Linked DNA regions of Rattus norvegicus: region 1 is linked to region 2. The links are chromatin contacts, called in public Hi-C maps. All regions are on one chromosome and are shown on one strand. The core of a region is the stretch at or near the end of the contact, and the rest is flanking DNA. Distances in the headings are between cores, read along the strand shown.

What was found. A called contact is a pair of places that touch in the nucleus more often than the background predicts.
Region 1: a Hi-C map of liver shows a contact between it and region 2, with 5 times the contacts expected there. The contact joins two enhancer-like sites. A contact is called at or near these places in 7 of 12 Hi-C or Micro-C datasets (the A7r5 cell line, Schwann cells, frontal cortex and 4 more).

What each region holds. Positions count from the first base shown.
Region 1 is chr4:43,437,434-43,440,296 of GRCr8, forward strand. No RefSeq gene overlaps it. Among named protein-coding and RNA genes, the nearest start is that of Rnu6-210, 250 kb to the right of the region's middle. Within about 2 kb of position 1,483, at least 1 of the 93 cell types and tissues checked has an H3K27ac peak or open chromatin away from gene starts, as enhancers often do. A contact at or near this core is called in liver, where this site is marked.
Region 2 is chr4:42,544,794-42,547,775 of GRCr8, forward strand. No RefSeq gene overlaps it. Among named protein-coding and RNA genes, the nearest start is that of Tas2r7l, 11 kb to the left of the region's middle. Within about 2 kb of position 1,453, at least 7 of the 93 cell types and tissues checked have an H3K27ac peak or open chromatin away from gene starts, as enhancers often do. A contact at or near this core is called in liver, where this site is marked.

The DNA.
Region 1 (2,863 bases), core at 233-2,732, 890 kb after region 2:
ACACTATTGTGTCAGTGGGTAAATCTTGCTAGACAAGTCAGTAACATAGTACACGAAAGCCAGCACTAGGTCAAACTATAGATGTCCTTTCTTACTCAACAGCCTATGTAGCACCTTTTGGCATCATATGGCTTATCCAGTAAGGGAGACTTCTGATCAGTCAAGGTTAATTTCTCCATGTCCTGCATGGAAACTGACTGATATCTTGGGTTACCATCTAGTTTTGATGATAATAGAGCAGTGACAATAATCTGTGTTGATTTGGTGCTTCTGATTAGTAACTCATAAGAAAGTGCATGGTACTGAGATTTTCATTATGGTTCACATAATCTTGGAGGACTATTGTCTATCCCTGCAGGATAGTTATATTAAAACCCCTTTAAAACTGTGTTACAATTTTTAATTAGCTTACAAGCTAATAGATTTCTGTAAGGCTTCTTCATACAACTTATTTTGGTTAATATGGACCATAACACTTGTTTTCCTATATCTACCTACCCAATTCTCCAGTTATACTCGAAACTCAAACTACCCAATCCTCTTTTACATCCTTTATACTTTAATTGCCTTTGATATTATTCTCATGCGTTACGGTACTGTAAGTATCTGTATAGCTTTCCACACAGTCTTCGATTCGAACACTTCAGACACTAATAGCAACAATATGTCAGGAGGTAAAACCTGAAGACACAGATCTTAATCTGGGAAATGTTAGATTTGTCAGTGACAATGGCAACAAGCATAATGTATAAGTAAAAAAATGCAAACACAGTTCCATCAAAGACAGGAACACTTGACGGCTCTATATCTTTGAGTTCTTCTGTTTTGGAAGATGCTTAATATAAAAAAAAATAAAACAGAGACTATTAGCTGGTGAAAATGTATTTGAACAAGGGGACCATGTTCCAGTCCAAGCAAGCTGCGTAACTTCCATAATTGACCGCAAAGTTCCGGATTTGGACAAGGATGCAAGAAAAAGGGGTTATGGAATCTTCCTCCATGCCTAAGGAAAGTTGCTGAGGTCAGACATGTGTCAGTGGTTTCCCTTCATGGAGATCTAGAGACACCTTTGTGTGAGGCTGTGAAGCGGAAGCCTAGATTGCCTTGGAGATTCAGAGATATCACAGATGCCAGAGTCACCAGATACCTGCCAAAGAAAGCTGCCAATAGGACGTGGAACCAACCCAAGGAAGAGGAGCGCGTTGCAGTCAACAAAGGTGAAAAGAGTTGGAGATCTGACATCAGGCATGTAGATACAGAACTTGGAGTTTGCCTTGCAAGTTTTAGATCTTGTTTTGATCCATTATTTTTTTTACTCCCCTCTATTTTGGAATGATAGTGTATATTCTGTGTCATTGTATGTTGGAATTATCTGATCTGCTTTCTGATTTTGGTTTTACTGGGATTGCAGGTAAGAGATTGACGTGAGTCTCCGAAGAGACTTCGAACTTTTGGACTTTTAAACAATGTTGAGATTATTGACTTTGGGAACTTTCATAGTCGAATTAAAAACAGCTTTGCATTATGGCTACAAGCCACTGCAGGGCCAGAGAGTGGAATGGGATGGTTAGAATAGGAATAACCCCCATGGGCTCATAGATTTGAAGCTTAGTCATCAGATAGTGGGACTATTAGGAGGAAAGCCCCTGTTTGAGGAAGTATGTCACCAGGGATAGCCTTTGAGGTTTCAAAGTCACAAGCCAGCCCCAGTTGCTCTCTCTCTCTTGTGTCTGCCTTTGGATTGATCTAGAGATCTCTGCTGCCATGTCTGCCTCCAATGTACTGTCATGTTCCCCAATATGATAATATTGGACTAAACCTCTGAAACTATAAGCAAGCCCTCCCTAATCAAATGCTTTCCTTTATAAGAGTTGATTATGATGTCTCTTTACAATAGAACACTGACTAAGACATGTATGTAGACACACACACACACAGACACACATGTCTCTGTGAGTCTCTCTCTCTCTCTCTCTCTCTCTCTCTCTCTGTGTGTGTGTGTGTGTGTGTGTGTGTGTGTATAGGAATGTCAACCTCTTATGCATTTCCACAGGATCCACTCACCTTGTTGTTTGAGAGAAGCTCTCTCAATGAGATCTGGCTCACTGATGAAGAAGACTGGCTAGTGAACTCTTGACTAAAGTCTAATAACATTGAGATTATAACTGCATGTCACCATACCCATTACTTTTTGCATGGATGCAGGGGATGGGGCAGAAGTCCTAGTAGTATGCTGCAAGGATTGCCTTTACCCCTAAGTCATACTTTTCTATAAACTCATACTCATATTTAGATAGTCATCATTATTCATGTAGTTTAAAATATACAGTAAATCATTTGAGCAAAGTCAGAGTGAGAGATGGAGAGTTTATTAAGCATTGTAAAACTCAAATAGTAATAGTTAGTAGACTATTATGGAGGTGGCTTGCACAGTTTGTATGTATTAGGCCCTGCTGTAGGAATACTAAGTTATTCTTTCTTGTCCATTGGTGATGGCCCTTGGAATACTAGAGTCAGTTATATTATGGAATGTTAAAACCTCCAATGATGAATCCACCCCACAGATTATTGACCCCAGAGCTTTCTTCCCATGCTTCCCCTGAGCCACCAATTTCATTGGATTGGTAAAGAGATTAAAAATGAAAATAATTCTATTTGGGCAAAATGACATCATAAAAGGCAGTGTAGATTGACTGACTTATCCATCACAAGGAAATCTGTCAATGTCATGTTCTCTTAAAGAGGGCCGTGGTAATCATGGTTGGATCCTGTTTAAATCATGAATTCTTATTAAGAAGTGTGATTTATTTCACATAATGTTTTCTTATTGTCTCAAAATTAGAATTAATGTTGGGGGTGACCT
Region 2 (2,982 bases), core at 203-2,702:
GCCTTGCTATAGAAGGTGACCACTTCAAGCTCCATATCCCCAACTGCTTGGAGACTCAGCTAGAGTCACCCTCATAGACACCATGGAGCCTTCCCCATCTCAGAGACTGAATCATCAGCCAAACAGCATGCATTTGCTAAACCTATGCCCCACCCTGCACATATGCAGCAGATGTGCAGCTTGGCTTTCATGTGGGTGATTCAACAACTGGAATAGGGGCTCCGTCTGACTCTTGCTTGTATGTGAATCCCGTACCAGTAACTAGACTGCCTTGTCTGGCCTCAGTGGAAAAGGATGTGCCTAATCTTTCAGTGAAGGTGGGGTGGGTTGGTACCTTGGGGGATCCTCTCCCTTCTCAGAGAAGAAGGGAAGGGGATGGATGAGGGACTGTGTGAAGGGAAACAGGGAGGAGGGGAACTTCAATCAAGATGTACAGTGAGTAAATTAATGGAAAAATAAAAACTGTTTAAAAATGACAATTTTTGTCACTAGGTGGCAGGATTTTACTATGGTCTTGATTCTCAGCCATGTTGGCAGGTAGAGAAAGAAATTTAAGTAAAAAGAATTGAAATTGCTATAGAAAATGACTCTATACCATACCACATATCGGTTCAACAGAATTTGGGTTTTGCTGCGAAAGTATGAGATTGCATTTGATGGAATACTTAGGTTCCTCATAAAACAGTCAAAAGTTTTCAAATTTCAGAAAAATCATTTCCAGACCCTGAAAAACACAACTAAAATGGATATGGATTTTATATCATGAATATGTTTACTTTCTGTAGGTTTCATGCTTTTTGTATATCTCTCCCTTATTTAATTCTACATTATCAAAGCATTTAGCATGGCATGGCAGAATTCATTGCAATTTGGTATTTTACTCTTTAAAGACTCATTGTGAACCTTGTAAGGGCCCTGGCTTCTGACCACAAAATGGCTTTCTATGAAGACACTCATCTACTTGTCAGAATTTGTTATTTTGTTAACAATGTCTTTATATATTAATACTTCAAGAAAGAAAATTCAGTGTAGGACAAAAGAGCGTCTCAAAAGTATTCTTTTCTGACAGAATAGTTCTTATTAGGTCTCTACTTTCTGTTTGGGGAACATCTTAATCTGAATCTCAGTCTCCTTTGTCTGCTTCATTTAAATGTTGTATTGAGAGAAATCCTTGTTTTTCATCTAACAAAACCCAATTGTCAGTCATTATCTGTAGTTCTAATCAGGAAACGCAGTTAAGTATTATTTTTAGACTTCTATTTGACCAAGGCATTATAGTGCTTCCATTTCTGTCTAGTTTGCCTGAAGAAAGGGTTGATTTCTCCATAAACAGCCTCCATTTTTTCGTTATTCATTGATCTTGTCTTCAACCCTCTGGATCATACCCTTACCCTTTTCCCTGGATCTTTTGCGCGTCATAAAGGCCTCTGTTGAAATCTGAATTCAACTCTTGCCTCAGCAGGTTTGGGTCAGGCTGTGTGGTTAATAATTAATTCCTTGCCTTAGATAAAGGTCAGTTAGATACTGTTTCGATTAGTGAGTCCCTCTGTAGTCTAAATTCCCTAGTATCATTGCTACTTCAAGCATATCCTAGGCCTCTTAACCTTCCTGTTGTCTGGGTAGTTCTTCCAGTGCAGACATTGTCTTGCTTTCATAAAAAATTCAGAGACTGAAACCTATTTTACAATAGAACAATGCAATAGAACAAAGCTTAGGTATGTGCTAACCCTTGCATCACCCAGCGGCACTCTCCTATATAAAGAGCAAGCTGGATGAGAATATTCCTGCCATGCTGATGCTTTTAGCAAGTCCTTGTCGGACAGTTATTTTTATGCCTGACATTCTGCAAAGTACTGAGAACACGCAGGTACAGGAGATGAGTATGACCTCAGAGTGAACAGCTAGTGTGAGGGAGAAATGAGTAAGCTGTGAAGACAGTTCAGAGAGGAGAGTTCAGATGGGAGATGCTCAAGATACCATGGGAATCCAGAGAACGGGAGGCTAATCAACACCTGGGTAATCAAGGAAAGTCTATAAATTACTGTTGCTGTGCAATAATAGGCCTTGGGAGTGATTTCACCTCCTAGTTATGCTCAAATGCCTTGTGGATCAGAGATTTGTGAAAAGCACATTGAGGTCAGTTCTCTGAGGCAGTGTCTGGGATCCCTGCCAGAAACACTCAAATGGCTGGGGAATGGAATTGTGGGAGGTGGCCCAACACACAAGTCTGGCACCTGGGCAGAGACTATCAGCTGCAGCACCTACACATGGCCTCTCCATAAGACCTGAGCTTCTTCACAACGTGAAAACTGAATCCATCGGCAGCTGAGGACTCCAAAGAATATGTTTAATGAGAGAGGTTGCAGCCATCTCTGGAAAACTCAATATGCTGCAAAATAGGTAGTGTGAAAGCTAGCTGCGCAAAACAGTAAGGTGTTGTGGAATATGTGGAGCTAAAGGATTTATAGAATCTACCTGCATGAAATAGAGGTGTTCCAGGCAGAAGGAATAAAACAGGTCCATTCCTCCAGTCTAGGGATGAATTGCAGGGAAGCAACTAGATGGAGCTCAGAATAACTGTTCTTCAAGTATGGGAGGAATTGGTAAGGGATGAGCCTAGACAGGAAGGTGGTAGTGGTGCCTAGGAAGCAGATCCTTTAGGCCAGGAGGAATCATCACAAGTCTTTACAGAAGACATTCAAGCTAAGGCCTGTGCTACACTAAAAATAATTGTTTTGGATGGACAGGAGAGTTGCCAAGATTAGACAGAAAAACAGTAAGCATAAGGCTAAAAGCCTGTTGAGAGGCTTATGATTAATTTCAAGTTTGAAGAGTGGGGAAGGGTCACCCTGGGGTTTGATAATTAGTGAGGAGGACTGACGGTATTCATCAATTATATTCAATTAATTCTTAAGGTTTGCAGCAACGAAAAGATACACATCAGTGGTTCTCAACCTGTGGGTCACAAACCCCCTTTCACAG